Regions from separate parts of the Mus musculus genome. Here regions 1, 2 and 4 are each linked to region 3. Evidence: chromatin contacts called from public Hi-C and Micro-C data. All regions are on one chromosome and are shown on one strand. The core of a region is the stretch at or near the end of the contact, and the rest is flanking DNA. Distances in the headings are between cores, read along the strand shown.

The links. Hi-C and Micro-C count contacts between places; a contact is called where the count stands out from the background.
Region 1: a contact with region 3 is called in a Micro-C map of B cells, with 1.6 times the contacts expected there. The contact joins two enhancer-like sites.
Region 2: a contact with region 3 is called in a Hi-C map of peritoneal macrophages, with 2.4 times the contacts expected there. The contact joins two enhancer-like sites. A contact is called at or near these places in 3 of 484 Hi-C or Micro-C datasets (granulosa cells, nephron progenitors and peritoneal macrophages) and 1 of 115 datasets of contacts at active chromatin or transcription factors (embryonic stem cells).
Region 4: a Hi-C map of peritoneal macrophages shows a contact between it and region 3, with 4 times the contacts expected there. The contact joins two enhancer-like sites. A contact is called at or near these places in 5 of 484 Hi-C or Micro-C datasets (Th1 cells, adipose-derived mesenchymal stem cells, liver and 2 more), 4 of 115 datasets of contacts at active chromatin or transcription factors (embryonic fibroblasts and embryonic stem cells) and 1 of 9 other capture datasets (bone marrow-derived macrophages).

Annotation. Positions count from the first base shown.
Region 1 is chr14:61,993,006-61,999,789 of GRCm38.p6, reverse strand. No RefSeq gene overlaps it. Among named protein-coding and RNA genes, the nearest start is that of Gm35307, 38 kb to the left of the region's middle. Within about 2 kb of position 1,314, at least 30 of the 459 cell types and tissues checked have an H3K27ac peak or open chromatin away from gene starts, as enhancers often do. A contact at or near this core is called in B cells, where this site is marked.
Region 2 is chr14:61,691,320-61,698,085 of GRCm38.p6, reverse strand. No RefSeq gene overlaps it. Among named protein-coding and RNA genes, the nearest start is that of Gm35196, 4.1 kb to the right of the region's middle. Within about 2 kb of position 1,420, at least 28 of the 459 cell types and tissues checked have an H3K27ac peak or open chromatin away from gene starts, as enhancers often do. A contact at or near this core is called in peritoneal macrophages, where this site is marked.
Region 3 is chr14:61,860,191-61,867,145 of GRCm38.p6, reverse strand. No RefSeq gene overlaps it. Among named protein-coding and RNA genes, the nearest start is that of Gm41171, 17 kb to the right of the region's middle. Within about 2 kb of position 5,650, at least 83 of the 459 cell types and tissues checked have an H3K27ac peak or open chromatin away from gene starts, as enhancers often do. A contact at or near this core is called in B cells, bone marrow-derived macrophages and peritoneal macrophages, where this site is marked.
Region 4 is chr14:62,024,443-62,031,561 of GRCm38.p6, reverse strand. No RefSeq gene overlaps it. Among named protein-coding and RNA genes, the nearest start is that of Gm35307, 6.9 kb to the left of the region's middle. Within about 2 kb of position 3,686, at least 14 of the 459 cell types and tissues checked have an H3K27ac peak or open chromatin away from gene starts, as enhancers often do. A contact at or near this core is called in bone marrow-derived macrophages and peritoneal macrophages, where this site is marked.

The sequences.
Region 1 (6,784 bases), core at 65-2,564, 140 kb before region 3:
AACCTCATTGGATGTGCCCTATGATCAGTTGACTGAGGAAGCAAAAACCAGGGTCTGGTTTACTGACAGTTTTTCAGACTCAGATACCACGCAGAAGTGGACAGCTGCATCATTACACCATCTTTCCAGGACAACCCTAAAAGATATTGGCAAAGGGAAATCTCCACAGTAGGCAGTGCCCGTGGTCATACATTTTGTTTGGAATGAGAAATGGCCAAATGCATGACTGTTCACTGATTCATGGGCTGCTGGCAGTGTATTGGCTTAGCTGGCCAGGGACCTGGGAAAAATGTGATTGGAAAGACATCTGCTAAAGAAGTATATGGATAGATCTCTCCAAATGGGCAAAGGGTGTAAAAAAAACACTGTGACCAAGGTAACAAAGAGAAGAGTTTATTGGTCATATGGATTCAGAGGATGAGTCCCTGACTGTCATGGCAGAGAGACATGCCCCTGAGACATGTAGACAGACATGTAGTCAGACATGCAGAGAGAGAGAGAGAGCGCGAGAGAGAGCGAGCTAAGTAGGAATGGAATGGCATGGGCTTTAGAAACCTCAAAGCCCACCCCCAGTGACACACCTCCTCTAAGACTACACATTCTAATCCTTCCCAAACAGTTCTACCAACTGGGTACCAAGCATTAAAACATATGAGTCCATGGGGGCCATTTTCATTAAAATCATCATGAGCCTAGATCTCAAAATGATAAAGAGATTAGAATCCCACTATTTCCCTCAAAGGAATACCTCCAATGGCTTAAAATCTCTTCCCAGGACCTACCCATCTATTATCCAGGGATCAAGCTTGGGGCTAAGCCCTTAGCACATGGAGTCTGGGGACACATTGCATGTTAACTGTAGCAGAGAGAAGATAACACTAGATTAGGTTGCGGTATGCAGCCCTGTGGATGGCCATGCACACATATACACAGAATCTAGCTGTTTATCTATCTTTCAAGCTAACAAGGGGTAGCCTGTGTAAAGAAGTTTGTTGTTATACTTAAGTGAAAGCTAATTTCTTCAGTAGGCACACACAAGCCTTCCACTCTCTGCATGCAAGAATGTGATTTCTCTCCACTTGGCCCCATGGCTGCTTTGGTCAACAAACTGGGACTTCCAAGCCTTGAAACAAAAGACCTGATAGCCTTTGCCTCCTCCATCAAGGGTTCCTTGAGGAATTCCGTGAAGTCATATTTTGCAAAGACACCAGGTAGAGAGAAGAGAACCAAGGAAAGCTAAGGCCTGAGCACCCAGCACTGAACACAGCTCCTGCCATCTTCAAGGACAGAAGCTCTGCCCTGCTGAGGAACTGTCAGCTGTAGGGACAGCTTGTTGCAGCTTGCATGTGGTTTCCTGTGTGTAACCAATACGTGAAACTATTCTTCCAAGCAGAACATTTACCTATTTGGCAAAATAACAGCTTCATACTTCAAATGGAAGACTGCTTAACATATAGGAGGTTGTTGTTAGTGTTGCGGCTTGTTCTTGTTTGTGGATGAGTGTAAATTGGACATTGAACATTTCTCATAAAATACTATTTGAATGAGCTAAGTAAAGTCTGAATTAAATTACTTTAAGAATGCACACGATGTGTTCAATGAGAGAAAGATTTTGGCATAGTGTTTCAGGACATTGTCAGCTCCAAAGAGCAATTTGAAGCTTTCCTGTGCTTGGTGGGTAAGAGAGCTTTTCCTTGGTCTCTGCAGGTCAAGGTCTAAGCCTTTTAAAAAAAGCCTGAATTAACAGACAAATAGCAACAAGTGAATTTAATGTCCTCACTTAAGAGAGTGTGATAACAGGAAGTCCTGAATACTCCACAGGTTTTTTCACTCTCTTCACAAAACAGAGGTGGAAAACCAGAGGAGCAAGGGCTGTGCTATGCAAATGATGTGGTCTCTGTGGCAGTTTGCTGTGGTCTTCTTCTTAGCAGCCTGCTGTGGTCATCTCTATCTGAGGTCTTCTTCCTGAAAGAAGAGCTTTCCTGGGCAGAAAGGTGGAGTGGGTATCAGAAAGAAAAGCCTATGCCTGGATGTGTGTTTCCTATACTAATTTAGAGAGAGAGAGAGAGAGAGAGAGAGAGAGAAAAGATATAGATAGATAGATAGATATAGATATAGATATAGATATAGATATAGATATAGATATAGATATAGATATAGATATAGATATAGATGATGTAGATGATGTAGATGATGTAGATGATGTAGATGATGTAGATGATGTAGATGATGTAGATGATGTAGATGATGTAGATGATGTAGATGATGTAGATGATGTAGATGATGTAGATGATGTAGATGATATAGATGATGTAGATATGGATATGGATATATATATAGATATATAGGTATATATAGGATATATAGATTTATAGATTTATAGAGATATATAGAGATATATAGATATATAGATGTAGAGATAGATAGATAGATAATTTAGTTTTTACAAAATAATAGCTTTTCAGAGCTCTTTTGTGCACGTGTAGATCTGTATTTTCTCTAACTGAAAATACGCAAAATAAATAACATTCGAAGTGGATATTTCACCCTCCCACCTCAGCCACTGTATTCTGTACATAGACTGACCAATAGTTTCAGGAAGAAAGCATCCTCTAATTTTTCTGTTTACCACAAAACTTCACATCTATTTCAAGTTAAAATGATGAAGAGAGAAAAAAAATCTCACTTAATCAGCACTTGATAAGGGAGCTCACTGACAATCTCATAGCAAAATCACTTCCTCTTGAATTATTTGAAGTATAGCCAAGAAAACATATTTACTAATAAGTATTTTTGTGGATTTTTAGATAAAATATAAAATACTTTAAAAACAAAACATAGTATCATTATTCTACTCCCAAAATAGTCATAGTAATTATGTAATAGTATCAAGTATCCTATTATTATTTGAAAGATTTTTTTGTTTGCTCATTTGTTGTGTTTTTGGTTGCTAGTTTTATTTTGTTTGAGAATCAAAAATACATTTATGAGGATTGGATAGCTTTGCTTATTTGCTTTTGTCTTGTCTTGTTTTATTTATTTATTGTGTTTGTTTGTTTGTTTGTTTTAATCTATGAGGTATTCTTGCTTTATCTCTCTTGCAGCCCAGGTTTTCTGAGGATAACAACCCACATAACATGAGGAATGGTGTGTGTGTGTGTGTGTGTGTGTGTGTGTGTGTGTGTGTGTGTGTGTTCACACAGTAAAATGCAAGGTCTTGCCTTCATCAATTGGCTCTCCCCTTTGTTTTGTGAGACAGTTTCTTGTTAACCCATACCCTTCTGTTGAGCCGTACTTGCAAATATTTGCTTCATGCTGGTCCTTGTATTTTCATGGTGCAGATTTACATGAGTCTATTCTTAAGCACTTGTCTTAACAGCCATACTAGGGAGATGCAGACACATCCCACATAGCACTTTCCAGAAGTTCGAAAGCCAGCTAATTGGGAAGAAGTTTTTTGCTTACAGGAATCCCTTTTCACATCTAAATCTCTATCCTTGAAATTCATCTTTTGGTTTGTGGACAAGATCATTTTTGTATTAGCAGAAGAATATCCTGTTTCCCCAACAACAGCTCAAAAGCCTGTCTCCTCTCTCACCGAGTTGCATGTGTGATAGAGTCTGTTTCTGGGCTTTTAAAATTCTGATCCACTGCTCCATTTCTTCTCAAAGAAAAAGCATGCTGTTGCTGTTGGTTGGTTGATTTCTGCTTTGTGATTGTTGGGATAAACCTAGAACCTGTGTACACCAGCAAGCTACATTCAGCAATACATAGCTGGGGCTACCTACAGATTGTGGTGTAGGCCTTATGATATTTTGTTATCAGTGTAACCAACCAATTTATATTTTTATTCTTTACTCTTTCTTGATCATTTTTCAAATAAACTTGTTAGCATAGGTAGTTGATTATAAAATGTTGGCAAAACTGTGATATTTATTTGGATTGCATCACATACACAAACTAGGAAGAGTTGAAAACCGTACACTGTTGATGTTTCCATCATCAGGTGTGCTTGAACGTAGCACACCTTTCCATGTGGTCCATCTGACACCTTTGTTTTGGAGGGAATGCACACCATTTTCATTATAGAATGTTTTCTATGACTTGTTAAATGGAGACCTAGGCATTCATCTTTTCCTTCCTTTATTTCTTCCATTCATTCTACTAAAACCAGCAGATCTTACTTCTATCATACAGATTTTGCTTTTTATGTGTGAAGTTTGTGCTATGGCTGGTGGAGCCTTGCTGGCAGAAGCAGAGGTGGACCTTTGAAGACTATCACAGCTCCTGGCTCCTGGTGGGGCCCCTGCTTCCTGTTCTGCAGTGAACATAGAAAGCTCACAACCATCCAGTTGCAACAGATCTGACACCCTCTTCTGGCCTCTGCAGGTACCAGGCACACATGTGCTGCCCATATATACACGCTAGCAGACACTTGTATATAGACAATATATACAAGTTTCAGGGCTTTGAGAGTCAGAGAGGCCCCATTCAGATGCAGTAGCCATAACTTTTTGTTGTTGTTTTAAAGTTTATTTTGGATCTACATAATCTACCCAATGACAGAATGATATTGAAGACCTTGTCACTGTTCCTGTATCTTGACTTTCCAGTCCCTGTATGTCAGTTATGTTTGCTTTATGGAGTTAGGCATACTAACATGTGGAACATAAATATCTACAATTGTTTTCTTCTAGATGGACTGTTTCTCTACTAGTTTTATTCTACTTTATATCTTCTAATTTTGGCTTGACTTACTTTGCCAGATATAGTAGCTATTTCTTCTTGCATCCAGATTTCATTTGTTTCGAGTGTTATTTATTTTATTTTTATCCTATTATTGTGTGTGTCTTTGCCAGTCATGTGAGTTTCGTGCAGACAGGCCTCCAGCCTTTCCTCTTGGTATGAATTAAGCCAGTCACTGCTACCTGGCTATATTCATGACAATGGGCTCTGTGTGTGGAATAGAAGACCCCAGCCTCTGTAGGACCCACGTGAGTAGCTCTCATCAACGGAGTGTGTGGAGTGCTCTAGGAAGTCCTCCCTCTCACCAAAAGCACTTTTCTGATGTACCTATGAAAATGAGACATGTCCAAGCTACAGTAGTAAATTCTTTAGGTGAAATTTATACTAGGCTGGGAGGGGAAGCTATGGCGCTGAAGGGCCAGTAGGCTAGCTTACATCATTCAGGTGAAGCCACACAGAGCTGGTGTCCACCCCCTTCTCAGAAGTCAGAAAGCTGTGCTTGCATGGAAGAACCTTCTGCTGCCCTGTGTAGTAAAGAATTTGCATCCCACCATTTAGATTTGTATCTGTGAACTTGGGTTCAAGTCAGAGTTTCCTGGACCCCACCCCGGTAATTAAAATTCAATACCATTTAATGATAAAACCACTGAAGAGACTAAGAAGAGAACAATCCTGTTTTAACATAGTTCAGCCAATATCACATTGAATGGAGAAAATGTGAAAGAAAGATAAAAGGAGGAAAGGGGAAGAAGGGAGAGATAAAGGGAAAGTGGAGGAGGAGGGAGAAGGAGAGAGAGAGAGAGAGAGAGAGAGAGAGAGAGAGAGAGAGAGAGAGAGAGAGCCCTCTTTCACTTCTGTAATGGCATTGACTCACTCATGAGCTATTATGGTCTAATCACTTTTCTTTACCTCTCATGTCCAGCACTGTTCCATTGTTACAGCAAGGAACAAGTTTCCAACACATGCTTTCAACGAACACATTCAAAGAACAACAGTTTTTTTCAGCGCTAACGTCTTACCATGTGACACGGTTATTACAGTTAGTGAAGCGTCTGTATTAACTACAGTGCATACAGTACATTAACCATAGTACGTGGCTAATTCGGTTAGCTTCATCTGTTCTGGTATTCCAAACTGAATTCTTCATAGCATTGATCTCGTTCTTTAGGCCCCTCTTCACAGTGGCAGTTTCTCTGTTGCCCTCATTTTTCATGACCTTGGGAACTCTGGTTAGGGACTTTGTAGGCTATTGCGCTATTGGCATTCCTGTGGGGTTTTCTAAAGCTCACACTGGTGGTGCGTATGAAAGATCCCTGAAGTTGAGGGTATTTTCATCCCATTGTATTCAGGGTCATATTGTCAACATGATTCATAATTATCAACCCTTGATCTTGGTCAGTGGCTGAGTAGATGCCAGTGGTAGATGCCAGTCTTCACTCCTGTAAAATGACTATGCCTTTTTCTCTCCAATTTCCATACTACACAACGTGAAAAGAAGCCACTCTGCCTCTGTCAGGATTATGCTTCCTGCCTTTGGGAGACTGGTATAATCTATCACAGGCATTATTTGGAATTATTCTAAAGAGATTTTATTCATCTATGCTCATCAGGGAGATTGAATTGTCCTTTTTGGGTGATGTCTTTATCTGATTTTTTTGTATGGGTATTTACTAATTCTGCAAAAAGACTTTATAAAACATTCTTCTCCAGCTACTTCACTGAAGCTGTTTATCAGGCTTAGGAGTTCTCTGGTGGAATTTTTAGGGTCACTTATATATACTATCATATCATCTGCAAAAAGTGATATTTTGACTTCTCCCTTTCCAATTTGTATCCCCTTGATCTCCTTTTGTTGTCGAATTGTTCTGGCCAAGACTTCAAGTACAATGTTTAATAGGTAGGGAGAGAGTGGACAGCCTTGTCTAGTCCCTGATTTTAGTGGGATTGCTTCCAGCTTCTCTCCATTTATTTTGATGTTGGCTACTGGTTTGCTGTAGATTGCTTTTATCATGTTTAGGTATGGGCTTCGAATTCCTCA
Region 2 (6,766 bases), core at 171-2,670, 160 kb after region 3:
AGACAATGAAAGGAAACAAAAAACAAAACCCCACAGTCCTTATCCTTTCACGCAGTCCGCTGTGACAGGGGGTCAGATATTTCCATCCTTGCTGATGAAAGCCTTGATTGGACTCTGCGTGTCTCGAAGCCAAATGACATTCTGGATCTCACCAAAGCTCAGGGACCTGTATCAGTGCAGCCTCTGACTTGAAGCTTCTCTTCACAGGGTATCACCTCCTGGGTGAGTCGTGAGTGGTCACGGACCAATGCAGAGCACCAGCCCGCTGAGTGTTCATCCACGTCAGGCAAGATGACACTTCAGAAAATGAAACTTCATCCAACTTGATTTGATCAGGCACAAATATACGTTAATTTTGTCTGGACCAGCAGGAGATGCCGAGACTGACAGAGTGGTAGAGCATTTACTTAACATGCATGAAGCCCTGGGTTCCATCTCTAATAGTGCAAAAATAACCCAAGACTGAGAAAGAGATACCAAGCAGAGAGCCCAAATAATAGGTCCCAAATGTATATTTTACAGTCAAGTGTCATGGTTTCATTTCACAGTATTCCTAAGTTTGAAATGGGAGGAGGCAGAAAACACAACATATAACTTCATTTATTTAGCAAGCAAAGAGTAAATAACTAGAGAGGAAAATGAGCTGTAAATCACAGTCAAGTGAGCGTCAAACAATAAACGAGCCAGTTCAGCAAGCCAGGATTCAGCATGTTGTGTAACACACTCAAACTGACAACCGATTTCATTTCAACAGAGGACACAGCTTACACCACTAGATTTGCATGCCTGCACAAGTCTGCATTCTCTCCCCTCCCAGAGCTGCATAACAGCAACTGTGATTTCTTTTTAATTTTTACTTTTATTATTCTTTAATTAGTGTGTGTGTGTGTGTGTGTGTGTGTGCGCGCGTGCGTGCGTGTGAGCATGTCCGCATGTGGGTGGGGTGAGTGAGGTGCCTGACCTCAGAAGCCAGAGGCTTTGGGTCCCCTGAGCTGGAGTTGCTAGCGCTGGGGACAGAGCTCTAGTCCTCTGCTGGAGAAGTTCACACTCTTAACTGCCGAGCCATCTCTCCAGCCCCAACCATTGTTATTTATAACCCATCTACATTCATAGCGGCCAACAGCATCATAAAATGCCTGCTAAACAAATCAACTAGATTCAGTTCTCTTTCAAGTACTCACCAATCAACCTAACTCGTACTTTAGCCGGTAATAAACTGGCAAATCACATGTAAAAACACAGTTTCATTAGTGAAAAACAGTCTCGTGCTGAACATTTAAAGCCACATCTGTTTTGCTTACCATAACTATAATAAGTAAAACAGAAATTAAAAAAAAGAGGCAGAGGAACAGCTGAGCTGTGACAGTCCCAGACATGATTGACCTATTGAGCTGCCACCACCCTCACATTTTCCCCAACTTAAGGCCCATCATGATGAGGAAGACAAAAAAAAAAAAGAAAAGGAAGAAGGAGGAAGTCCAGTGAGTTCTGAGACTCTGAAAAGGAGAAAGAAAAGGACGGTTTTGCTTAATTCAAGTATTGAGTAAATAGTGTTGCTTAATTGTTTTTAAAAAGAGACACTAATGGCTATTCTTTAGTCATGTGTTTAATTTGTAAGAATGAGGCTACACAATAAGACACTTGTCCCACACAGACGCTGCTTTGCTCCTCAAAACCAAACAGCGCCATCCACCTCCCCCAGCTCCATCGCCACACTGGTAATCAGGGCCTCCCCTGAGTTCTTAAAAGCCAACCAATGGAAGCAGACGACAAGCCTAAAACCTGCCAACCGGGAAAAGCACAAGGTGAAAATGTATCCCCATTATAGAAATAAGTAAAATATATAGTCAAAAAACAAATGATTCTGGAAATAAGAGTATTGATACATTCTCAAATGGTTGCTCTGTTGCTTTGCAAGGACAAGTGTGGTGGGATGTGCTTGTAATCCCAGTACCTGAGAGGCAGGAAGACCAGGAATTCAGGGTTCTCCTTAGCTACCCAGCAAGCTGGTGCTGGCCAGAACTACATGAGACCCTATGTCAACTAAAAATAAATAACTAGAAAAGGAAAACAATTTTTCATTACTGCATGAGCCCTCAGTCATCGAGTTCACACTCCACCCCAAGCACCAGGAATGTTCCAGGAACCCACAGGGAAAAAACAAAACAAAACAAAACAAAACCCAGATTTGTAAACATGTCTGGTATTGACCTCCCAAGCGGTGAGTCTATTTATGTATCCGTGATTAAGTGGACACAAGAAGCCCAGATAAAACCACATTGCCTATTTCTCCAATCAATATTTCAAAACAATTAAATCAGTGTTCATTAATATCGACAGTCTAGCAACAATGACCAAAGAGCCCCAAGCTGGCCCTGGCCACCACCCGCCTTCTCCAGGAAGCTCTAACCGACGCTGACCGTCCCGGTGAATGCAGTTAGAAATCACTCAGAAACAACAGAAATGTGTACAAATGGCACAATTTTCCCTGCAACTGGGGGTGGGTGGGGAGGGGCCTTTAATTTTCACCCAATTTGGCTTTTCTTGCCTATAATTTGCAATACTGCCAAGCTACAAGTTAAAGACTGTGCCAGGTTTTCAGTTTTGTAAGCAAAGAAAGAAAAGTCAGCACTCTTTCTTTAAATGGGGCGAGTGTGTACGTGTGCCTCTGTGTCTATACCTGATGAAACCAGTAACGTGTGAGGTTCTTACTAAAGATTCCCAAAATTCCCCACTTCTCACTTGCGTGCTCGGTTCCTGTCATCCTGATGAAACTGAGAAGAACATGGAGAAATGCTGTTTTCAGTTACAAATGCTGGGATCACAGCTGTGGGACTTAGGCAGGAGCTCTTCGCCGCCCGCCCTTCTGGGTCCTCATCCTCACATGACTCACATCACTGGGACAGCAAAGTGAATACCTTCATCCTGCACAAGAATAAACCTCACATCTAGAAAGGCCCCCAGAGCAAACTGACAGCCAGAGGCAGCTAGCTGCTCAGAGGCAGTAGAGGTCACAGTGACACTGGTGGTGAGCTGGGGTAGCTTCCCATTGGAGTAGAGGCTGAGTCCCTGGGCTCAGGAAGGCTTTCCAGAAGCTCTCTGCCAGCATTACAACAGGAGACAGGCCAATCAGCCCTCCCCAGACTTCACTGCTCTGTAAGGAAAACAAGATACTGAGATGGACTTTCAACTGTAAATTCTGGAAAAGTTACACTGGGCCTTTTAAGCCTCAGCTCTGTTCCCAAAGCCTGGGCACGGGGTAGCGGGGCAGCGATAGAAGCAACCACATGGAAGCCAGCTTAGGTGCGAGGAAGGAGATTCAACGTACGTTGTACAGTCTACCTTGGTGCAGCCATTCGTGAAGACAATTTGACCCCTTGAATTAAAGGTCTGAAGAAGTATGCCTGCCATAGTACTCAGACAAAGACACACACAGGTACTCAGTGCAGCGTTACCTATGATAGAAAAAGGCTGGAAAGTAGCCCAAATGTTTAATAAGAATTTTATTAGACCAAGTATGGAAGTGTGGTGTATATATATACAAATATACGTTCATATATACATATTTATATACATATATACATACATATATATATACATATATATATATATCCAAGTATAGTACACACACACACACACACATATATATTGTGGCACATGTTTTTAATTCTAACACTCTGTGAGGTCAGGACCAGTCTGGCCTACCTAGCAAGTTCTAAGCCATCAGAGCCACATAGTGAGACTCTGTCTGAAAATAAGTAAATAAAAATGTGGTGTCTTCTTTCCTAGATTATGGCATGTAGCTTTTTTTTTAAAACATGTTATTGAGCAATATTTAGTGGTATAAGTAATATTCAAAGCTATAAAAGTTAAAAAGGGCCGGGTGTGGTGGTGCACGCCTTTAATCCCAGCACTCGGGAGGCAGAGGCAGGTGGATTTCTGAGTTCGAGGCCAGCCTGGTCTACAGAGTAAGTTCCAGGACAGCCAGGGCAATCCAGAGAAACCCTGTCTCGAAAAACCAAAAAAAAAAAAAAAAAAAAAGCACATTCGGATGATATATTTGTTTATATTTTATTTTAAGATACAAAGGAGAAGATGGTACCTAGCATGCAGGTGGCCCTGAGTTTGATTCACCACAGGGGGGCCAGGGGTTGACATCAATAAGAGCATTCATTACCTCTAGGTCAGAGGTTCCCAACCTGTTCATGGAAACCCCTTTGGGGGTCACATATCATACATTATGATTCATAAGAGTAGCAAAATTACACTTATGAAGTAGCAGCGAAAATAAAGTTTTGGTTGGGAGTTAGAATAACATGTTAAAAGGTGGCAGTATTAGGAAGGTTAAGAACAACTGGTCTGGAAAGATAGTAAGAGAATCAAACTTGGGGACCAGGGAATTGGTTCAGTGTAAGTGCCCACTGCTCTGAAAAGTGAACCAGGATCCTGTACTGCATTAGGCAGCTCCATGGGACCCAGTTTCCTGTTTTGTTACCTTGAGCATCTGCACACATACTCATACCAACATACACATGAGTAAAAACAAAATTTTAAAGCCAAAGTAAATTCTATTTCCTTTTTTTTATGACTTTCTGTATTTTTCAAACTTCTTACAATGAAAATATATTTGCATAAGCAGGTGAAAAATGAACTAATTTTTAAAATCAGCCACATGAGTTATGCTTGCAAAGAAATGGCTTCTTCCATTTTGCCTTAGCGATGAAACCTGACTCCCGGCACCTCAAAAGGCCAGCCTGAACTTCCCCAAATTCTCAGTCTTCGTCCCCGAGTCCTTTTCCTGAGTTAGCATTGGCAAAGACTTATAGAAAATTAGACCATAAGAACCAAGTGTCTCCTAAGTTTCAGTCTAAGTAAATGAGAGTGTGTGTGGTCCAAGAATTTGTTAGTGAAAATGAACACCCAGGGGGATTATCTTGCCTTTGATCTAAGCTGATGAAAGTGTTGGTGTTTCATTCCTTGATTACAAGTGGATTCAAAAGGATGGTATTCTGTTAGTTTATCCATTCTGTTGTTAAATGCTATATGCCTCTTGTGTGGTGACATGGTGCCAGGTCTGCAATACAAAGAAGGAAGGGCTAGTCTCTCATAGGCCAATGATACAACTTCCTTACGGTCACCTTCAGCTATAGCTGTTCTTCCTTCCTTACGAGCCTTTTGGTCAAAGTTTTATTTGAAGAGGCTGGGGAAAATGGCTCAGCAATTAAGAGAGCATATTGCCTGTGCAGAGGACCCAAGATGAGTTCGGTTCCCAGCATTCATACTGAGCAGCTCACAACTACCCATGACATCAGATCCAGGGGACCTGACGCTCGCTCCTCTGGCCTCCAAGAGACACGAGATTTAGGGTCTTGTTTCTTAATGGAAAATCCAGGCTCCACCTCTAGTAAATTTCCCTCTAGAGGAGTGATGTGAATTGTACAGTTTTGGATTTTTATTTTTGTTTTTCAAGACAGGGTTTCTTTGTGTAGCCCTGGATGTCCTGAAACTATCTCTGTGTACCAGGCTGGCCTCAAACTCAGAGATCCTCCTGCCTCTGCTTCCCAAGTGCTGGGATTAAAGGTGAGCACCACTACTGCCTGGCATGAATTGCTGTTTTAACAAGTTACCTTCATGTCTTCCAGGTCTGAGAAACAGGAAAAAAAAAAAAAAAAAAAAAACCTGGACAGATGCAGCTCAGTATATTCCTAGATCCAAAAAGACTTTGGACACCTGTTACGGCACATTTTATAATATGCTGTAACCTATGTCATCCATGGCCGCTCTGGAGACTTCCCATCAGATTTGCCCATACCAGGGTTAATTCCTTACTTGTTCATCTGCTCAGACTCTTATCTTTCTTCGCAGGCGAATGACACCACATCCTTTTAACATTGTAAGGGACCATGAAGCTGGGGGTTGTTTGGTTTGGAGGCATCTTGTCTTGTTGTTTGGTTGGTTGTTTTTGAACATGTTGTGTTTTGAATGTGACATATACCCATGCTATACCTACATGCTCGAGCATTTGGGGGGCCCTTGTTCCCCATCTTGTGACTATACTTTGGAAGGTTATTGAACCTGGAGGAGGTGCCTCCCTGGAAGAAGTGAGTCACTGGAGCCTTGGGGTTTAGTAGCTCACCCCCACTTCCGGTGCACTATCTTTTTTTTTAATCTGCTGAAAGGTGACCAGCTGCCTTCCTCACACTCCCACCAGCAAATATCTTTGTCCTTTTGACACAAACCTAGACATTATCTGGAAAGAAGGGATTTTTTTTTCAATTTTATTTTATTAGATATTTTCTTCATCTACATTACAAATGCTATCCTGAAAGTCCCCTATACCCTACCCCCACCCTGCTCCCCTACCCACCCACTCCCACTTCTTGGCCCTGGCGTTCCCCTGCATTGGGGCATTGAGAAAATACCTCTATAGCGTTGCCTGTAGGCAAAGCAAGGCTGTGGCGCATTTGCTTGATTAATGATTGACATGGAGGGCCCAACTCCTTGTAGCTGGTGCTGCTCCTGGTTAGGTGGGCCTGGGTTCTATATGGAAGCATGCTGAATAAGCCAAGGGGAGCAAGCAGGTCAGCAGCATTCCTCTGTATCAGTTCCCACCTTCGGTTCCTGCCTTGTCTTTCCTCAGTGATGTGCTACACCCTCAATGATGAAATGGATGATGAAATGGACCCTTTCCTTCCCAGGTTGCTTTTGGCCATGGTGTTTATTACAGTATTAGGACATACACCTCTGGGTACCATGCAATACCATG
Region 3 (6,955 bases), core at 4,401-6,900:
CCTCCATAAGCTCATTTATTTAAATGTTTAGTCACCAAGGAGTGGAACTATTTGAAGAGATTATAAAGATTAGAAGGTGTGGCCTTGTTGGCACAGGTGTGGCCTAGTTGGAGAAAGTATTCAAAATCCCACACCAGTCCTCAACCTCTCTCCCTCTCTCCCTCTCTCCCCCCTCCCTCTCTCCCTCTCCCTCTCTCCCCCTCCCTCTCCCCCTCCTTCTCTCCCCCCTCCCTCTCTCCCTCTCCCCCCTCCCCCTCTTCATCCCCATCTGCCTTCTCCTCTCCTCTCTGTCTGCATTGCCCTCACCATGATAATAGGCTAACCACTGAGAACTTAGGCAAGCCCCAACTCAATGCTTTCTTTAAGAAGGGTTGCTGTGGTCACAGTGTCTCTTCACAACAGTAGAGCAGTGACTAAGACAGTAACGATGGAGACATTTATGCTCTGGGCTTATTGCAACAGACTAGGTTCTCAGAACTGACTGCTTTGAAAAAAGAGATTTGTAACTGTCCTTCATCGAGGGCTGAGACTCCTGGAAGGGTCTGGGAGAAATGATGTAACTAAAAGTGTCTGACAGGCCATGATACAGGCTAGGGTACACTTCAGTGTGTGACTGTAAGGCACAGCCTCTGAGTCTGTCTGTGTGAACCTGTTAGAATCCTGGGATCATTTTTTGTTATTGCTGCTATTGCTGCCTTTGGTTTGTTTTACTATTCAACTCATATTAAATTTCATTTATGTGTGCTATATTTCCATCAAGCACTCCCCTGAACGCTCCATTTCCTCTCTACTCCCTCCCGAATTCCTGGCCTCGTTTTCTTTCATTCTCGTTTCAGATGGCTCTTGGGTGCAGGAAACCGTTCTGACTGGGGTCAGAACAGTGAGTCTGTTTTAGCAGGATGCTGTCGGTGCCTGTGCCCTGGTGATGCCCCACAGTGGGAGCGACTTCTCCCACTGCTGCTTGGTTGCCAACTTTGCACGTGCACACACTCTTTTAGTCCCTTATTCCAGCCCTAGTAACATCCCTGTGTCTCACCCAGATGAGCCTATGAGTCAATCCATGTTCCATCCAGTCTTCAAAAGCAGGCCTTACAGGATCTGTCACATGGATAAGTGAAGGGAAACTGGTTTGAATGTGACATGTCTCCTAGAGGCCTGAGAGTTTGAACACTTACTCCTCAGGTGGTGGCCCTCTTTTAGGAACCTTTGAAAACTGAGAGAGCAGAGCTCTACCAGAGAAATAGCTCACTGGAGGCAGGCCTCGAGACGCCGTAGCCTGGCTACATTTCCAGGCCACTCTCTGCTTCCTTTCTGCAGATGCAACCTAACCAGCCCTCTCACACTCCTCCAGTCACACCATCCTCACCACAGTGAACTCAACTGTTTCCCCCTTTCCAATTAAAGGCCAATACAATGCCTTCTTCCTTAAGTTCTTCCTGTAGGATATCTGAGCACAGCAACAAGAAAAGTAGCTAAAACTGAAATAAACTAGGAGCTATGCCAGAGCACAGAGATAAGGAAGATGGACCATGGGCCCTGAGAGACCCATTACCTGCTAAAACACAAACATCTCAAAGAATGCAGCAACAGAATCATACCATCCACTTCATATTGCTGATAAAATATGAGGATAGGACCTCTATGAATTAGAGCCATGGTCAAAACAACTTAGCAAAAATAAACAAAAGTAAGAAAAAGAAAGGCATAAAAGACGCTCGTGAAAACAAAAACCTAAGTAAGGACTGCTTTTAAGGCAAAGGGTAGCAAACCCAAGGATCCATCCCATAATCAGCCTCCAAACGCTGACACCATTGCACACACCAGCAAGATTTTGCTGAAAGGACCCAGATAGAGCTGTCTCTTGTGAGACTATGCCGGGGCCTAGCAAACACTGGATGCTCACAGTCAGCTATTGGATGGATCGCAGGGCCCCCAATGGAGGAGCTAGAGAAAGTACCCAAGGAGCTAAAGGGATCTGCAACCCAATAGGTGGAACAACATTATGAACTAACCAGTACCCCAGAGCTCTTGACTCTAGCTGCATGTGTATCAAAAGATGGCCTAGTCGGCCATCACTGGAAAGAGAGGCCCATTTGACATGCAAACTTTATATGCCCCAGTACAGGGGAATGCCAGGGCCAAAAAGGGGGAGTGAGTGGGTAGGGGAGTTGGGGGGGAGGGTATGGGGGACTTTTGGGATAGCATTGGAAATGTAAATGAGGAAAATACCTAATAAAATTTTTTTTAAAAAAAGAAAAAGAAAAACCTACTGATGCAAAGAAGAAACTTGGGCTAACCACCCAATTGGAAAAGAAGAAAGGCTGGATAGCAGGGTGGGGTAACAGAGTGGGGAAATTAGCCAATAGTGATGAGGAAAAGAAACAGAAAATCTAAATCAAGCAAAGTTAGACTCACAGGAATAACAAAGTGAATTCAAAGGCCTGTTGGTTCTTTTTTTTTTTTTTTAGGAAAGTATTTAAACTACATAAATAACACAGAGGTAATGTAAGAGGTTTGGCATACTGTTTTTGAGGGTCAGCAAAGATCCATCAGGAAACTGCAACAGAGACTTCAAGATAAATTACATTAAGCTTTTACAAGAAGCCAGTGTTTTTAAAAACTGATAAACAGTGCCGTCTTCAATTAAGATTTTACAATAAAAACATTTTACACAGCTCCGGTGTAGAGAGCTAACTCAAACCTTGGAGCCACCAGCCAGCCCTGGCTGCCCAGTACCTCTTAGCAGCCTCGGGTCCTTTCTGTCAGTGACAGTCCTGTTGGAGAAAGTAAGAGACTTATCCAGGCGCAGACAAACAAGACGTGGAAAAAGTCCAGAACCCTTATAGGTTACCCAACAGTTGCTATCTTCTCTCCTCCCAAATGAGCATCGCCCAACATTGCCCTTCTTTCCGTCCCTATCAGCTGTGAGAAGGGTGAAGGAAGTCACAAACAGGGTTGGTTGTAGGTGCCCGGCTGGCCTTTCTGCCCTCACATGGAGCGCTGGTACAGACGAACCTCTCTGTGAGCGAGTCATGAGCCTCCCTGTGAGCAAGCTATGAGCCTCTCTGTGAGCGAGCTATGAGCCTCTCTGTGAGGGAGCTATGAGCCTCTCTGTGAGGGAGCTTCCTCACACTTTCTTTTCCTACTGCCTAGGCAGCCGACAGTGTTATGGATCATGAGTTCAACAGTATCACAAAGCAAGGAGCCCCATCTGTGGCCCATCGCATCTTGGTGAAGAAGTGGTGTAAAAGAAGGCAGTGTTTGTGTTTTAAATCACTAAATGGGAGGGGGTCAACACATGACCTAAATTCACTCTCAGTGACTCATTATTGATACTTCTTTTTTTCCAAGACAGAGCCAAGCACAAATGCCTGGCAGTTCTCCACAGGAAGCAATTCCGTAGGCCTGACTCCATCAATCAGTCATTCCTGGCTTCAACCATTTAACTGGTTACTAATCCCTCTAATTGCACTATCTCACAGTCTGCTAGGCTATCAAGAAAGACTATCAAAGACATCATATCTATTGCATTGCCTCTCACAGGGCTATGGGGCCAAAATAGAGATGAGTCAGCACATACTGACTTTTCAACGATTCACACAGACTTCTGGTGAGCAGTTTCCTGAGCTAAATGTCCACCAACCACACACACACACACACACACACACACACTTTGTGGGGTGAAGAAGGGTAGTATTTGGACTGAATCTTTATAAGGTAAATACAATTTTCCAGGGTACACACAGAGCAGAAAGGATAGTTCTGACTAAGTGTGCACAGTTAAGGCAGATAAAAGTGTACTGGTTTGGAGCTAGAGCAGTTAAGAGCACATACCATTCTTTCTAAGAACCAAGTTCAATTCCCAACACCCATTTCGGGTAGCTCACAACCACCTGTAACTCAAATTCCAGGAGGCACAACACCTTCTTCTGGCCTCTGCCGCTACCTTCAAAGACAAACCAGACCTCGCCTCATGCTTGCCAAGCCCAAGGTCAAAGCCCTTCTGTGTAGCACGCAAAGCTGCAACCTAAGCCTTTGTCTAGTTTAAAGCACAATGCAAAAGCGGGCAGAGTGACCTCGGGTGTAATGAGGAGTGTTAGAGGTAGGGAAGGAATGGAGGACTGGGAGAGCCTTGTTCTGAAGCTTGGGCAGCTTATGAAAACTGGCCTACAGTTATCTCTAAGCCAGCAGTTCTCAACCTGTAGGGCAAGACCCCTTTGGGCGTCAAATGACCCTTTCACAGGGGTGACCTAAGACCATTGGAAAACAAAGATATTTACATTACAACTCATAACAGTAGAAAATTATAGTTATAAAATAGCAACGAAAATAATTTTATGGTTGGAGGTCACCATAACATGAAGAACTGTATTAAAGGGTCTCAGAATTAGGGAAGCTGAGAGAACCACTGCTCTAAATGTACCTTGAAGTTTAAGTGTATAAAGGACTATACAATAAACCTTCCCTCATATTATTTCCTAGAGAAATAATAAATGTTCAAAGACAAAATAGAATTATCAATTTATTTGTGAGATTACAGGCAGATACATAAAAGAGTTAAGAGTGTTCCCTGGAGAAATACATTCTCTTTATTAAGGTCCTTTTCTGGCCATGAATTTGTTTCCCATGCACTTAGCCAACATTCAGAGATTTCAGGACAGTGATAGCCCCTGCAGAGGGATTACTGCCCACAGGCTGAGAGGACAAACCATAGATCTCCTCATGCTGCCATGCCCGAGGTCAGAAGTCTTCAGTATTGTACACAAAGCTGGAAATTTCCAAATAGTCTAAGAAAACGCAAACCATTGCAGACAGTTTTCCCCCATTATTTATGATGCGGCCCACGATAAGATGGAGATGTTCTGAGCCTGAGATGCTCTGTGTAATCAAGACAAAGTTAATGGCTTGTTTGAGGAGTCGGATTCTAGTCTTGCCTGAAGGGGTCATTTTCAAGCTCCCGTTCCTTGACAGGGTTAAGCTGCTCATGGATTCCTTGGATACAGTTACAAAGGGTCAGTACAATACAGACCCAATCTTTAATGCTCCAAGATAAGAATGAGCTGGGGGTATAGATCTCTCTGTCTTGCCTCCTTCATTTTTTTCTGCCTCTATAGATGGCTGAAATGCAATGATTTCAGTAGATTGAAGCTACACAGCTGGGCCAGCAGCACCAAACCACCTTAGCTGCTTGTGAATTTGAAGCAAGGTTTCAAGTATTGAGTCATGAGGCATTTGGCCATCACTTTTAGCATGCCTGCACTTGGGCTCTTGAAGTGTCTTTGGGCTCAGGAAACAGTGGCGGATGGCGATGCTGGTGACTGAGGCAAGACTTAAGCAGACTCTGTGCCCTGCTGCCAAGGAGCCTTGAACAAACACCTGGTGCAGCAGGATCCTCCTCTGAAGCCTTCACAGTGCAGCAGGCGGGAGCTAACCGTGATGGCCTTTCTAGCTACCATCAGCTCAATTGTTATAAAAGCAGGAAGTGCGGGTCCTAGAAAAGAGCAAGTTCCTATTTTCACAAGATTTCTCAAACTGTTTCGAAATTTCAAAGCACCAAGCCATTGCTTAAAACTAGAACACAGAGCTGTGGCAGCTGTAAGAGTCTTGAGAGATCATCGATTCTAGAAGATCTTTTGACGGAGAAGGAAGTGAGGCCTTCACAGGGGAAGTAGCTGTACAGACCTGAGGGAAAGAGATTGGGCTCCTCACTTCCCTCTAAGCTGTGTGTATGCTGCCTCCTCTCTGTGGATTCTAAGTCAATCTATCAATACTAGGCCAAAGGTGGGATGAACAGATTCTCCATCTAGCTCTCTTCCACATCTGTTCCTGTCTAGCTCACATGTAGATATCCCACACTTCTCAAGCATTACTAATAAGCTCATGGCCTTCTTAATGAATTGTCCAAACTAAGATAACATATTCCATCCCTTTCTTTGGTTTTTGGAACAAACTCAATTATTTGAGATGGCATGAGGGCATCCCTTTATGAGAAGGGAGTGGATTGTGACAGGCGAGAAGAAACACTAGGTTGGACATGGCTTCATTGCATCTTCCAAGGGTTCATGGTAAACCTTAGTCCTCAGCACTGCCATGTTAAAGAGTAATGAGACCTTTAAGAGATGGGACCTCAAAGGAGATCGTTAGATCTTTCGGAGCATACTTAGGCACAAGGTAGCTGTTCCTAGGGCACCCTGGCAAGTTCTTATCAAAGGTTATAAATTATGAGATTCATCTGCCGCTCACTCTGACTTCCTGTTTTGTCATATAGTTGTGGCTTTTCTTCTATGGTCCTTCCATGACATCATCCACAGTGAAGCAGTGGGGTCAGAAGGTCCCATCAGAGCAGACTTCAAGCTTTGTCCTCTCAGACATCAAAATCGAAAACTAAATACCCTTCCTTCCTTCTTTCCTTCTTTCCTTCTTTCCTTCTTTCCTTCTTTCCTTCTTTCCTTCTTTCCTTCTTTCCTTCTTTCCTTCTTTCCTTCTTTCCTTCTTTCCTTCTTTCCTTCTTTCCTTCTTTCCTTCTTTCCTTCTTTCCTTCCTTCCTTCCTTCCTTCCTTCCTTCCTTCCTTCCTTCCTTTCTTGAGAGAGGGTCTCACCATGTAGCCCAAACTGGCCTAAAGCACTGAGACTTCTCTGCTTCTGTCTCCTGAATACTAGATTTCCACTCACTATATCCAGCCACTATATCCAGCTAACCCCATAGGACAAAGGAGGAAGTAGGATCTGAAGAGTAAACACAGGGCAACCAACCATTTTTTTAAATGAATTATAGAGAAAAATAAATTAAGGTCATGAGGGTCTCAGAAAACGCAATGTTTGCCACTAAAGCTGTTGGCTCTCTCAGTCCATCGCACAATCTTCCACAGCTAGCCTCAGAAGTAAATCTTATCAATGCTGACATCCTCAAAACCATAGCTAAATAAAGTCACAGACTTAAGCATAAATTAACAAT
Region 4 (7,119 bases), core at 2,437-4,936, 170 kb before region 3:
CATTTACTTGCCACATTAGTTTTTGAGACAGGGTTTCTCCCTGAATCTGGAGCTCACTGGTTTACCAAGACTGACTGCCCATAAAGCACCTGGGACCTTCCTGTCCCTGCCTCCGAAGCTCTGGGATTACAGGTGGGTGCCACCACACTGGATTTCTAAATTTTGGCTTTTAAGGAATTGAACTCAGATCTTTGTGTTTGTAGATCAGTCACTTTGCTAACTGAGCTATATCCTCAGCCCCTGAATTTCCAAAAATAAATAAAGAAACGAAAGTCACTGTGACAGTGTGGGAAGGCACTTGCAGGATGCTGGAGAGCAGAATGGGCTACAGGGCAAAGGTTGCCACCAGGAAAACTTGCATAAGATATTGAATGATTGTGTTCTTAGTGTTAATCAAACCCATCCAACAATGATCACCCAGGACAATGGAGATCCAGAGGGCCTAGTGACCAACTAAAAAATGTGTGAATGTGTTAGCCAGACCGGATACTCTTCCTTCTTGACGCTGAAGGCTGGCCTAAGAGATGACAGAAACCTGAGGCAAAAGGTCAGGCTTGGAGAGAATGGGCTTTCATGAGAATCTGGGATGGTAACTGGACACATAGCAAACAGGTCTCCATCCCTGGCATGCTGATCAGGCCAGTGACCCTTGTTCATGATCATATGCTAATGTAAACTGTGTAAACTTACAAGTGTGCTCTACTGTATTGAGAAAAGCCTTGGGCTACTATCGACTGTTGTTACTAAATACAGTTCAGGGGGGCATTTTAAGGGCATTTGAAATGGAATCAAAGAAGTTCTGCTGAAGAGGGAGTGCCATTGAAGGGTCACCTACTATAGGACTATGCACTTATATTTTAACTGGACCTCAGTGTTACAAAGTTAAACCAGTTTTACTTGGTAGCACAGGAGAGTTTATGCACCCTTGTGGTGGACCAGCCTTTTGCAGCAGGCTACATTGTAAAGCTCTTTGGTCCTGGCACACTCTACACTCCACCCCCACCCCCCGACCCCCGTCTGAGATTATTTGAAAGTTCCTTTTTGTTTTCTTAGCTGTTTTTCTCCCAAGCCCGGCAGGCATGGGCATCTCTGTCTTTTCCTCTGCACCCCCTCTCTCCAACCCCCAATCCCTGAAGTTTTAAAGTAGTTCTTACAGCTTTAGGTTTCTGTATCTAAATTTAAAACCAATCGTGGCTTCTGACTGTAAAATCCTCTCCCCAAACCTCCGTGGCTGTGGTTGGCCTGGTCTGCATATTAGCTGGAGTCACTTAGAGCCTTCAGTTAGTTTCCACTCAAATGTTAGCATCCGTGTTTACTCTTGGTAATCGGCCGTCGTCACGTAACACCATGCTCATCAGCATCTTTTTAACTTGTTCAGCAAATCCTTGGCACACACTGTTTGGATTCTCTGCTTTCCCCTTCCCCAGCCTTGACCCAAACCAAACCAAATACATCTGAAGCAAAGGAAAATGCTTGCCCTTGTTGTTCAATTTGCTAATGCAGTTGGCTCTCCTCTCCAGAAAGGAAGAAAGTGTCTTTTGTGGCAGCTCAACCACCTTCTATACAGAGTCCTTGGCTTGGTCCAGACTCCATTCCACCTTACATCAAACTGGGAACAGGGCTTTGGTGGCTCTTGTGGAGGTTGCTGAGTGATGTAACATAGCAGCCATCCTCAAATTCCAACTACACCCCCCACCTCTCCATCAGAAAAAGAAGCCCCACTGGAAATGGCCTCTGAAGTGCTGCTTAGAAGAGAACTGAAAGCTGAACCTATTGGATCACAATTGCTGTCCGGCTTAGTGTGTTTTGGGCACTTTCCCTCCGTCTGCTTCTAGCTTGGAAAGTAAACGGAGTACGCCACTGTGCAGTATTCTAGGATCCTCTCACCATGCGACATCCACTGGACGTGGGAGAGCCTGTCTAAGGCCTGAGGAGGCAGAAGAGAACTTCACAGGAGAGGTCAGGTGCCAGAGACCCACAAAGCACCTAACAGGATGCAAGGAAAGAACAGGGAAAAGTAGGACACTTCTCCTGAGGAAGCATGGGGCTACACTAGCCCATTCTCCTCTACTTCAGGAAAACTCACACCTCAAACTCCAGATTCAGTTCCAAGAGGACAAATGTCACCTGAAAGCCTCCCATTCCTTGAGGAAAGTCGATTTGATATTTAATGTGAGCATCGGAAAAGGAGATGGGACAAGCCAAGGCCTTGGCCCTGATTGTGCGTCACTGTCTATTTGTCTGTGAACAGAGAACAGGATTCTCTTCCCATTGGGAAAACCCTTCTGTGGAGAACCCTAAACATGGGTGATCCCCTGCGGGGTCTCACTCAAGAGCAGCATCAAGTCTGTGAGGTCAGGACAAGAGTGATAGAGTTCTTACATAGTAGACGTGAAGCCCTGGGCTCCATCCTAGAATTACTGAAAATGGAGGATTCAGTGACCTGCTGCACATGGCCACACCTCAAAAGATGTGCTTTTATTCTCTCAGACAGGAGAGGAGCTCTCGGGCTGAATCCACAGAGTCTATTCACCATCCCTACATTTCTAGGAGAGCCTTGATGTGGGGTGAGTGGGGACAGTCAAGTGATACTGCCTGTCCCCACTTTACAAGTTCACACTGGTAGCTCATAGGTCAGGATGGATATCACTCGGAGCTCCTGACCAGTCCAGAAGACATATGCATCGCTGTTATTCATGGCCACCAGATCTCCATCCTCCAGGACCCGGTTCAGTGACATCACCACAGAGTTCCCAAGTGCAGCTGTTTTGCTGCACAGACTATAACAAACTGTACCAGTTTCTTGGACAGCGTCTGAAGCACAGGGCTGTACCGATGAAGGTTTTAAGGCTTACAACGTCCTCCACCATAGTGGTCAGCAAGGAAGTTGGCTCAGGTCCCTCATGTGTCCAGAGACAAGTATAAACAGCTGTGCTCCACACTCATTGTCTCCTTTGGGGTTTGCACCTCTCAGTGGTTCCCCCAACCACTGACAACGTGGGGATTTCTTCTTCTTTTCATGCAGAGCTCTCCCATGAGTTCTTTCTCTAATTACCCATCCTCAGCCTAACTCACCCATTTAATAGCATCGCTGTTCAGTTTATGGATATTGTACACCTTTAAATCCTCTCATGGGGAGCACTCAGTAACATTTGGAAAGATATGTTACTTAATTTGAGATGTAAACCATAATGATCAGAGACAAAGATCTCACTTCTCTCCATTAGGAAGTCATCTCTCTCTTCTTACGTGAGTGTGCACACAAACTTGTAGTTGCCTGTAGATGTACACACGTGTCTCCCTCTGTGTGTACATGTGCATACATATGGTCTTGTTGTGAAGCTCTTTCTTAATCCAGTCAGTGCCTGCCCAGGATCTTGCACCAGCCAATGAGAAACCAAACAAGTCAGCTATAAGCCATAGTTCACACAAGTTCACATGGGGGCCTTGGGGTTTGGGGGCAGGGGGAGACGGGACTGTTCCCAGGAGGCCAAGAATGAGGCAAGTCAGCTGAGGCCTTCTCGCTGCCCTTCCCCACACTCGGGCTGACTGTTTATTCCATCAACCCTGTTTATTCTCTTAACTCTGGTTTCTCAGCCAAACAGCTCATCACACGCTGCTTGATTGTGGAGACATACAGAAAGTATCCAGAAAGAGCTACGGGAAGCACGATCCTGCTGATTCATCCCCTGGGGCATTGGTTAACAAGCTGCGTTGGAAGTTCTCTTATCCTCAATATTTCAACACTTAGAGCATTAGTGTTGCCAGTTGCTCTCATTGTTAAGCAGAGTTGCTGCCATCATTGGAAACATATTATGATATTCATCATTATCACCCCGTCAGAAACATACTTGACCAAACAGATCAGTTGATGGAATGATTCGGATGTCCAGACTACGGCACGTGGGCATTCCAGGCTGTTAAGGACAGAGTCAGGCATCATTTGCCCAATATTTGCTGATGCAAACTCAGCTTCCCCAGGCTTTAACTATTTGACTAAATGGCACTTAACTATGAGACGTGGCAGAGACAGTGAACTCAGGCGAAGGCTCAGTAGTACCCTATGCTGGCTGTAGAATGTGGAGCCAAGGGTATGCCATCCCTGAGCCTGGCTGCTCTCAACAAGAAAGTGAGGAAGACTCACATGAAGGTCCAAAGTGGGAAGTGCACATACACACATTTTCTCAAGTCACCAACCCTCCACTAATGAAGACTCCTGGACATTCTTATCTGTGCCATAGCTTAGTCTTCATTAAAGATATTCTTGTCTTTAAAAGATATTGACTTAGAATTTAAAAAAAAAACACAGAAAGTAATGAATATCTTGATAGGAAAATATTGACTTCCTGCCCAGACAATGGAACATCTTGAAAATCCAGACCCCTCAAAACACTGGTGGTAGTAGTAGTAGTAGTAGTAGTAGTAGTAGTAGTAGTAGTTTTTCAAGAGAGGGTTTCTCTGTGTAACCCTGGAACTCTGTAGGTAAACAAGACTGGTCTTGAACTCAGAGATCCTCCTGCCTCTGCCTCCAGAGTGCTGGGACTAAAGAAAGGTGTATGTTAATACCAAGTATACAGAGAGAGAGAGAGAGAGAGAGAGAGAGAGAGAGAGGAAGAAGGCAGAAGAAGAAGAAGAAGAAGGAGGAGGAGGAGGAGAGAGAGAGAGAGAGAGAGAGAGAAAACAATGGGGAAAAGAAAACCAGGCACAGAGACTGTACGTTGGCTTCCTTAATTATTCATTTAAATACCAAAACCATCATAGTAAGCCCTTTTCACGAAATGAAAGTGTCTCTGTAAAAAGGAAGCTTATTGCAGGCGGGGATGAGAATGTGGAATTTATGGGAACTCAGCCTGCAGTTTATTTATTTTTATATACTTCCTTGAAACAACAGACCTGTTTGAGCTTCTCCAGACTTTTTAGGACTGCTGAGGGAAGCTCTCAGTGTCCTGGGTTGCTCAATGCATGGCTGGTTCCAAGCCTGAAAGCCCTCTAAGCAATAACGTATAGGTTTCCTTTGCTCTTGTGTTGTAGCAGAATGCCTGGACAGCTCTAGAGGCTACATTTGCTGTGCTGTAGCTTAGTCTTCTTTTAAAATTAAATTCATGTTTTCTGTGATGCACACATGTATCAAACCATGGGATAATTCCTCATTGACATTCAGTCTTCACATTCTTAGGTAATGGTTTACAAATTAACTTTAAAAGTAATAGTGATAAGAGCCACTCTGTAGTTAGATTCTGTTGAGATCTACTATCTTACTCCGCTGGCCATCACCTCCAATGACATATTTGAGGCAGACTGATGAAGGAAAGAAACATAGTTCAGCTCACTGCTCTGGGGACTCAAAGTTCAGAGGAGACAGGCAGTTCCATCTTTACCCAGGAAGCAAGCTGTCACCAGAGAACACCAAAAGCTCACTCAACTCCCTTTTGAGTTTAGTGTTCCTATTCCCATGACTCGAGGACTGCTATGTAATCTCCATCTTTTACAGCGACCACTACAACCCCCTGTACCACAACCCTGGGCACCAAGCACCCAACACGTACATCACTGGGGCACACTATGCAAACCTGAACAGCCACTTCCTACTGCAGTCTAGGGAAGTCTTTGCTCCCTCTTCCCAGGCTTCCCCACCAACATCACTGATATAGGAAGGACCAGCTCACCTGGCAGGGAGACAATTCAAAAGATAGTTATCCCAGTTACAGTCAGAGCACGGGGGCTTGTGAGCACACGCGTGTGGCAACCATTACTTAGTTCACAAATGAGGGGATGAGCAGAGAAAATTATGGTGCCAGGAGCATTTGAAGAATCTCACGGATGTAGGAGCCAAACATAATGGAGTCTGATTGCTAGGTCAGAAAGAACATCGGCGAATCCCATTCGGGCAACAAAAGTGTCACCTTTCTATTGTTGCCTTTTTAAACTTTCAACTGAGAAAATTTTTTTCATATAGTATATGCTGATCATGTTTTTTCCCTTCCAGCTCTGACTCCACCTTCCCAACCCACCCAACTCCACACCCTTTCTTTCTCTCTTTAAAAACAAACTATTTAATAAACAAAACCAAGAAACACACACACACCCTCTTAAAAGCATGAAACCAAAATATACAATCAAAAGACCAATTTTTTAAAATGCTCAGATAAAGCAAAATTTGGCAAAATGTCTATACAAGTACAATTGAGTTCCTTTGGGGTCCGCCATCTACTGCTAGGCAGGGAACCTGTTATTATGTGTGGTTAATATATCTAGTGAGACTCCATTTAAGGACTCCATTTTCCCTTTGCAAGCAGGTGTCAATAGGAGATAGTCTCTTGATTAGGGGTAGGAGCCTGTGTCCACTCCTCCATTTCAGTGCTGGGGACCTACCTGGCTTGGCCCTGTGTGGGTCCTTTTTCCTCACTGCCACAGTCTTTATGAGTTAGTACAGTATGTGTGTATTGGTCCTGTGTGTCTGGAAGACACAGTTGCCTTGGCGTTGTGCATTACCTCTGTCTCTTACAATCTTTCTAGCTCCCTCCTACATAGATCTCTGAGTCCTGGCAGGGGAGGAATTTGATGAAAGCATCCCACTTGGGACTGGAGTGTTTTAAAGTCTCTCACGCCACACCTTATGTGGTTGTGTGCTTCTCTGTTGGTTTTCAGATCCTACAGAAAGGAGCTTCTCTGATTAAGACCTCGTAAAGCACTGGGCTCACCCCAGGTGATTGTTTTTTAGCTCCACCGTTGACCTGAAATTGTCGTAATTTTGTTCTTCCTAACAGCTAAATGACCTTCCACTGTAAACTCACTCATTGGCTGATGAGCAGCTAAGCTGTTTCTGGTTTCCTAATATTATGAACAGAGCAGTCATAAACATGGATGAGTGAGTGTCTCTGTAGTGAGATGGAGACTCCTCTGGGCTAGGTCATCGGGCAGATGGATTCTCGGCTTCCTTAGGACCCATCATCACACTGCACTGACTTCCATAGGAGCTGTACACGTTTGCACTCTATAAGCAAGAAATGCTTTCCTTTGTTCCCCACAACCTCACCATCATGAGCTGTTGGCTGGGGTAAGAGAAAAAGCTTTCCTTTTTAATCAAAAATTAACTTTTAATTAAAAATTAAGTTTTAA